Regions from separate parts of the Drosophila melanogaster genome. Here all the other regions are linked to region 2. The links are chromatin contacts, called in public Hi-C maps. All regions are on one chromosome and are shown on one strand. The core of a region is the stretch at or near the end of the contact, and the rest is flanking DNA. Distances in the headings are between cores, read along the strand shown.

Region 1 (2,700 bases), core at 121-2,620, 540 kb after region 2:
CTCTTTTACATATTTCTTTCTCCCAGTGCCTTTCCACAAAAATCCGGGGCATTCGCTGTTTTCCGATTTCTGCGCTTTCGTTTTTGCCTTGTTGGGGCAAAAAATCGAAAAAGATGGCTACTAGCAGGGCGGGCTAACAGAAATCATAGCAGAGCGGACCAGAGACGGCCGCCCAAATGGGGAGCACCTCCTCAAAAGATGGGGAAGATGCCACAACTCTCACTCGCCGAAGAACGGAACGGAAATGGTTGGTGGCGGGGTGCTGTTAGATAGAGACGGCGGTACTATTTAAGGGGCTCCACTACGGAACGTAGCACAAGTCGAGACCTTCTCAAGGTCCCGTCCTCCAATCGGAGGCCTCCACATTTTTAGTCGCAGCGCACACACGCCGACATGGGGAAGTCTTGACTATCGTAGCAGGCGATCAGAAATCGCCACACAGGCGGCAGGTGGCAGGTGGGGCGGTGGTTTGCTCACTTCTGTGGGGCGTATGCGGGGAAATCCGATTGCCAGGCATTTCAATTGCGTACTCGTGTTTGTTTCGCCGTATCAGTCAAATAAGCTGCCGTCTCTTTCCGACGCCATCTGCCCTCTTACTCACACCTTCCGTTGTTTCGCCCGAGTGTGTTACGTCACGCTATACCGCCGTATCGTCGGCGGTTTCGCAAGGGGAACGCAGGGTCTTCGACTACGTGTGCTCAAGTTTTGGGGATTCGTAAAGCTCAAAATGGGAATATATGGGCACAATATACATATATAATAATAAACGATTAACTACTGGATTCGGTTATATGTTGGTTATTCAAAACCCAAAGGATGATCTGACTTAAAAGAAAGTCCTTTTTCTTACAATAAGTGTGCTACGTCCCCTAATTATATCCCAAAAATTTCGAAACAAACCCCAATTTGCGATTCTTTCCCCCTTGAGTCAAACACCCAAAACTCAAATCAATATTCTCCAGCTTACAGGCAAAGTTGACACAATCCACCTGGCCAACAGGTGCGACAGCACGACAATTGGTTTCCAAAAAGACGCCACCCCGAACTGTAAGGCCCATTTGGAGGTCTGGGTATTCCGCACGGCTCGCTGGGGGGCGTTGCCAAAAGGATACTTTCATTTCGTGCCCGGCGAGAGAGTGCAAACAATTTTTAGTGAAATTTTCGAATAGGCGAACAGCAAGCTCCCTTTTTTTGCGAGGGGTTTTTGGTTCCGATTCCGATTCTGCCGACGACACTTGATGATGATACTGCTCGCTCGTACACACACCCGTATTTGGTTTGTTGTGTGTGTTTGTGGTGTGTTACGTTTTTTATGCCGCCTCTTTTTTGTTTTTGTTCATGCGCACACGGAAAAGGTTCTAAATAATGACGGGAGCGCCAGCCAGAACAGCAACTACAACAACAACCAACAACCACAACGACCACTAAGAACGATAAAACAAACACAGAAACAAACAGGAGAAGCAACAACAACGCGAGCCAAGAGAACACACACACCAAGCACACCACTGCTAAATCTGAAAAGCAAAAACAAGGTGGGTGGTGCGCGAGAAAGAGCCGGTAAGGGGGCGGTGGGTCGGGGCTGCCTGTCTCGCTCGCACTCGCACGACATTGACTTTGAAACACATTTGACAGCCCCAGGCAGAAGAAGAAGAACAACAACTCGTGATCGTGATCACGACAAAACAAACCCGAAGCAGCAACACCGAGATAACCAACATGCAGACCAAAACTATAAACAACAGCAATTTGTTCAGTTCTCATCAGAAGTGATAAATTTGATTATAAAAAAAATATACTTAATTTAATCTAAATTCGAAATCTATTTAAAAATTACTGGCACTTAAAGTACTATTTGACTATATTACACAACATATGATTTGCAGAATAATATAATCAAAAAAGCTATGAGATAGCTATTTTCCCGCTCACTGCGCGCCATCTCCGATTGCCCAATCATGTGCTCCCGCCAGGTAATTAGCATTTCTGACTGCCTCTCTGTCGCACGCACAAGCAACATGACAACCCAATTCACCACGCCAGAGCGAGCGCAAAGGTAAACGAACTGTAACCCCCTTCCCCCTTTTCCGATGAACAACGCACACATGTGCTCACTCGTTTCCTTGTGTGCGTAGGCATATTTCAATGCCAAGGTGACGACCTCGCCGCAGTAGATCGCTCTCGCTCGCTCGCTGACTGCCCGACGGTCGTCTCGCTCGCTCTTACGGCGCATAGATCGACCTGCTGCACTTGCTGCTCTACTGTTACCGTTAAAACTTAAACTTAAAACAGTTCAAACATTTTTTACAACACAAAATTCGCCGCCAGAGGAGCGCGAACCTCGACGTATCCACCATTATCGCACTGAATGCCATTCAATCCACTCGCCAAACTCACTCGCACCTGCCACGCCCCGAAAAAGCGGCGGGCGGAGGATACGAGTACGACTACGAGTACGAGTGAGTGAATAGTGTGAATGCCGTATATTCGTAGCGGTTTTGTGAATTTTGTGACGGGCCAGCAGGAGCTCGCGCTGGTAGCTGGCGGACGTTGTGCGGGCACGAAAGGGATGAATATATGCCGCAATGTTTGCTCAGTGCTCGCGCTCCCACTGCTGCGTGCGCTGCGCGCCTGATAACTGTTTTAGTTAAAGAGCAATCCATTTTGTTTTGCCCCACGAAAAGGAGTAGCGCCAATGTT
Region 2 (2,700 bases), core at 197-2,696:
GTCCGCCGGACGTGGTCCGGACTTAGCGCCTCCACTGCCGCTCGTCGGACGCTGGAGGGCAGCGAAGCAGCCGTCGCACACACGCACCTCCTTTTCGATGCCGTACTTGGGCAGCGGACACTGCTTGGCCGTGCATTGGCCACAGAAGACCTGGCCGCAGTTCCGGCAGTGGTGCTTCCGGTTGGTGAAGGTGAACTCCACGCGACAGCGATGGCATACCCTGCCATCTGCCCAGTTGGGCGCCGTGTCCGCCGTGAACATGGCATCTGCCTCCCGAAGTTCGGGGAAAGTGTGCCCCTTCGCCTTCAGGATGGTCATGGTGTCCTGCAGAGAATGGGATTGTTAGTAAAGTTAGCTGTAGTTATGTGGCGTGAGTCTACAAGGGATTCCTCCTCAATGCTAAGTTCCTCCTCCGAGCTCATTTCTATTCAACTGATGACATTTCACTGGGTTTTGCTACGCAGCAAACAGTTGTTTCCTACTAATTAAATTAATGGCAAAGCGCAGGGCCGGATTTTGAACTAAGTGTGCGCTGGGCTGATGCAAAGTGTTATATTCAATGCAAAAGTATAGAGAAACCCACAATCTTTTTCAAAGTGCATCAATCGCATGGTAAAGATCCCTTTAGATGGAGCTGCCAATCCTACCTTGATGGCCTGGTACTTGTCCGAGGAGCGGAAGGCGTACGCCCAGGTCTGCACCAGCTCCAGCATCTTCTGGCGCACGTTCTCGTGGGGCGTCGACTCGAGGAAACTGCTGAACATCTCGCAGTTCTCCTTGGTGAACACCTCCTCGTGAACGGGTGCGCCGCAGTTCTTGACGATGCTCTCGAGGACCAGGAGGGAATAGCAGGAGGAGTGCGGGTTGGGCGAGTTCATCTTCTTCTTGATGGCGGCAAAGGCATTCTTGGGACTGGTTTTTTGATTAAAATAATAAATCTGGAATCGCCGAAACTTACGTGACATCTTTCTGGTTGATTTCATCGCAAATCAGAAGAATTGATGGCCAGTCGGGCTCCAGACGCAAGTGACTGGTGGCATTTTCTGCGAGTGGAAAGTGCGTAATTGTTAGACCTTTGTGTGTTTATCAAAATCTTCAATTGTTTTGGAGTTCAATCGCCTTTTTATTGTTACTTCTGAATTCTTCTTCCTTGTTTTTTTTGTTTTTCGATGAGTCATTTTTTCTTATTGGTTTATTTCCTTGACTTTGGTGCTTCTTACCTAAGTTTTTGTCGAAACTTGATCGAAACATGTTTTCTGTTTTCTTTTATGCTGCTTCTCGTCGTTGGTTTTCTATTGTTATTCGTTTAAAATAAGGAAAGCTTATTATTATTGTTTTGCAAGCAAAGAAATTTTCTGCAATGCGCTAGTGCTGCCACATCAATGAAATTAACATACCCTTACAGTGCTGCCAGATGACGAAAAGCAAGGGCAACGCAAATAAGAGCAGCACTACATGACTGACGTAACGATTGACGTAAAGTTTGGAATTTTCGTAACGGATTTTTAAAAATTTGAAATGACTTTTATATTAACATATTAACATTAAGCCCCAGATTGGAATCGCATTTTGTGCCATAAAAATAAATGCGCTACTCATTTGCTTAAGCTTCTTGTTTATTTTGTTTGTTCATACAGGTCTCGCTTACAATTAGGTTAACTAGACAAATAACTACACGTACATACATATATAAAGGTTAGTTATCCATACATAAACAGTATAAAAACTATGATTCGCTATGCTTAGAGGTTGCCGCAACAGTTGGCACTCGCATATTGCAATGGTCCGTTGCATTTGTTAAAGTATCACACGCCGGTATATAAAAGATTGGGTTTACTTGCAACTAAGCGATATACATACATACATAAGTAACATAAAATCACATTCGATTCAAATTAAGCCGAATACTAAAAGCCCCCCCCCCCCCCCCATCAGTTCGTCTTGATCTTGTGCTTCAGCGTAAAGTAGGACAGAACCTTGAATATCGCTATTTGGATGAGGATCATGAGAATGTTGTGACCAAAGTCGCCGTCCTCCATACCAAATTGTCGCAGCACAGTCACAGCGTTCCTAATCGAAAACGATAATAAATGAGTACTTTGAATATTTGCAGCTTGCTTATGCTTTCACTCACTTGAAGTGGCAATAGAACTCCGTGGGCGGGCAGATCAACTGGCCACGCTGATTGCCGTACAGCGAGATCACCATGTTTTCGAGGGCGTAGCGAAGTGGCGATATATAGGCCATGAATCGCATGGCAGCCGGAATGTGATTCAGCAGGATGAGGAAGCCGGAGAACATTAGCATACATGACGTCGAAACGGCGCCAACGAAAGTTCCATTCTGCAAATTAAGTTTTTGTGGTGACAAAGGATTCTAGCATTTGGTTAAAGAGCTCTGCACTTACCACTGGATTCAGCACGGTGCCCAGAAAGACGCCCAGACCATCCGCACAGATCGTGACCACCACCGCACTTAGTAGGTACTTAACAAATCGATCCATTTCCACGGGCTGATCGGTCATCAGATATCCTATCGTTATATACACCGTCGAGAAGATGATCTGAAAAAATATAATATATGTGAGAAAATATAAGTATGTACGTGTGGATAGGTTTTTTCAGGAATCCACAGGATTGCAGACTCACATGGACTGGTGTGGATGTGATGATGGTGGCAAGGTAATAGGTTCGCAATTTG
Region 3 (2,700 bases), core at 72-2,571, 560 kb after region 2:
CTCGTTGCTCGGGGAGAAACTGGTTAGCCAACTGAGGCGACTGGAGACCCCAAAGCGGATGCAGTGCAACTGAGCGCATCTTCAGGCCCACCGACCGACCGACCAACCGACCGTCCAAGCAACCTGACGAGGAACCCCAGCCCCGCCCCCTTTCCAAAGAGATTTTCCGTCGCAGCCGAGCGGAAATGTTCCAACAATTTATAATTAAAGATTGCCAACTGGTTTCCATGAAGATCCAAGATTTATGGGATCGAAAACACCTATCAGCTAGCACCTCCAAACATTTTGTATTACAATAGAGCGCTTTTCCCAGGCGCGTGGCGCTTATTTCATTTTCGGCCAGGGGGTCGTATTCATAATTATTTCAAATGCTTGAGAGCATTATCGCACACTGATTAGAGTTCACGGAATTGTCTTATCTATGGTTTATGTGCAAAAAGCTCGCCAATAGTCACAATTGACAGCTAATGGGTATGGCATGCTCGATCATTTCAAGTTTCCAGTCACAATAGGTGTGTATGTTATCTAGTGAGAGAACGATCCCTTGGTATTTCGGCGCCCATGCTTCTGGTATCAGCATGAATCGTTTGTTTAAACTTTATCTTCTATTGATTAACAACTAAATCGAGCGCCCCACGCGAATTCGACGCCGCCCACAGACAGCGGTTGCCTATTGAGTTGTTTCGTAGTAAACTTTGGTGGGTTTTAAATTATTTAAATTATTACCTCTGCGAGCTGTTGCTTCTTTCGTTGCCAAGGAAGTGGATGGTGGATCTGTAAATGTTTACGCGCCTAATGATTTGTTTGTGGTCTTTGCACACACTCCTACTTCTCAGAGTATAATAACATAATCGAGATTATTATGGCAATTGTGGGGAATCTGGGAATTTTAAAAAATTACGAACATAAAATACGTATGTTAATTGAGATTATTGTGAAATTATTCCGGAATTGGAATTGGAATTTTGTGGCGCATGCAAGTCTCTCAAGCTCTGATATAAGATTGTTTATAAATATTGAAATATAATGAGCAGCTCAGGGGTGTCTTTCAATCGTTAAAACTTTAACTCATATAAGACTGGCGCATCAAAGCTTCACTGTACCTCAAAATATAGGTCCGATTTAAGATATAAATCTTGGACGCTAAAACGGATACGGATCAAAGCGCGACTTCCTTAAAAAATTATCTTATTTTCGTATTCTTCACCAGTTCTTTTTGAATTGTTTTTGCTGTATGTCGCTCTCTTTGCTTCTCTTTCTCTTTCGATTCTCTCTCCGCATGCGCCGACTTGTTCATGTTCGCCGCCTGTTCGAATCGAATCGGCAGTCAAAAAGAAACTGCCGTGCTGGGCGGACGTGTAGAAGAGTCGCTCCTGAAAGCAACTAGACATTCTGCTGTAAATGGCAAACTAATATGTTTTAAATTGATTAATTCACAATTAATAGAATTTAATTCGTGCGCGGCGTTGAGGAAATAAACGGTTCTTCTTAACTCGGTGTGTGTTTACATTGCCCGGTGTGTGTGTGCGCGAAACGGAAATAAAAAATAAACAAGAGCGACAGCAACAACGCCAACAACAACAGCAACATCAGCGAGAGCAAAGCAACGCAACAAGAAGTGCAAGCAAAAGTGAAAAGGAAGACGAAAGAGGAAATGCCAAAGTACAACAACAAATACACGAACAAAACGCCAGAGTGCAAGTGCATCGCGTGAGTGTCTTACAGTGTGCGTGTGCGTTTGTGTGCCCGCGTCTGCCTGTGTGTGCGTGCTGCTGAGGCGGCGGCGGAAGTAAAAACGCTTGACTTCGCCTTCTTCTTATTCATTTGCTCCGCTTTACGGCTGGCATTTGTCGCAGAACGAAGCGAAAACAAAAACAAAAACAGAGAGCCTGGATTAGCCCCAAAAGCACACAACCACCGCCCACGCGGCGCCCCTCACCAAAAGGAAACAGCAACACAAACAACAATGGCAACTTGGCGCGACGCCCTCTTCGTCATCAGCAGATAACAACAAGAACAACATCGAATTAACAGAAACAAAACCAAAAACAAAAATAAAACAAGAAAGCGAAGCAAAAGCTAAAGCATTCTGGGATCTGGACATATCCGCTTCCGCGTTGCTTCTGTCGCTAAAAAGCTCAAGAATCGAATCCGAAGCCCAACGCAAACAGACAAATTCACTCACTCACCTTACAGTACGTAACCACAGTGCACAGTGGAGCAAACAGGTGAGAATTTTGATAATTTGTATACTTTTTGTTGTGAACTGTTAAATTAACCATTGTCAAAATAGTAGCAGAAAAGAGTGTCAAAAATAAAAACATTTTTTCTCAATATGTAAGCACAATGGTTTTTATATCTGGAGTTCTTTTATATTCGTAATCGTGCAAGAATCGGTGTTTACAGACATTACCCCTGTATCACTCCATTGCCGTCGTTGCTTTTTTTTACGAATTGGTTAAAACACCATCTTTTGGTACATGTATTTCCCATAACTACGTCACAATGGTCATGGAAACAGAAAAGTGTCTTGTCTGAGCAGCTGATAAATAATTGCTCCACCTTAATCTGGCTTTGGTTATCTGCTGCATATGACTTCCCCACTTCGCTCCACCCGACGTCTTACAATGTCTGAGTTTTGGTCTCTGGTTGAGGTCAACAATTTGTCGGATCTACACGTGTAAACAGATAACTTGGGCT

The links. Hi-C and Micro-C count contacts between places; a contact is called where the count stands out from the background.
Region 1: a contact with region 2 is called in a Hi-C map of the Kc167 cell line, with 5 times the contacts expected there. A contact is called at or near these places in 2 of 107 Hi-C or Micro-C datasets (the Kc167 cell line and the ML-DmBG3-c2 cell line).
Region 3: a Hi-C map of the Kc167 cell line shows a contact between it and region 2, with 6 times the contacts expected there. A contact is called at or near these places in 2 of 107 Hi-C or Micro-C datasets (the Kc167 cell line and embryo) and 1 of 7 datasets of targeted methods (the Kc167 cell line).

The regions. Positions count from the first base shown.
Region 1 is chr2L:2,196,582-2,199,281 of dm6, reverse strand. It overlaps COX7AL2 (Cytochrome c oxidase subunit 7A-like 2), which reads left to right and starts at 1,370. Exons shown (of 3, transcript NM_001272983.1): 1 at 1,370-1,973.
Region 2 is chr2L:2,738,732-2,741,431 of dm6, reverse strand. Hrs (Hepatocyte growth factor regulated tyrosine kinase substrate) reads right to left here and starts at 1,446. Exons shown (of 6, transcript NM_164496.1): 1 at 1,398-1,446; 2 at 1,221-1,292; 3 at 959-1,043; 4 at 648-912; 5 at 1-324. The coding sequence starts at 1,251. It overlaps CG31689, which reads right to left. Exons shown (of 11, transcript NM_001273025.1): 8 at 2,649-2,700; 9 at 2,408-2,563; 10 at 2,135-2,343; 11 at 1,602-2,070. The coding sequence ends at 1,932.
Region 3 is chr2L:2,177,375-2,180,074 of dm6, reverse strand. It overlaps aop (anterior open), which reads left to right and starts at 1,321. Exons shown (of 4, transcript NM_078731.3): 1 at 1,321-2,228.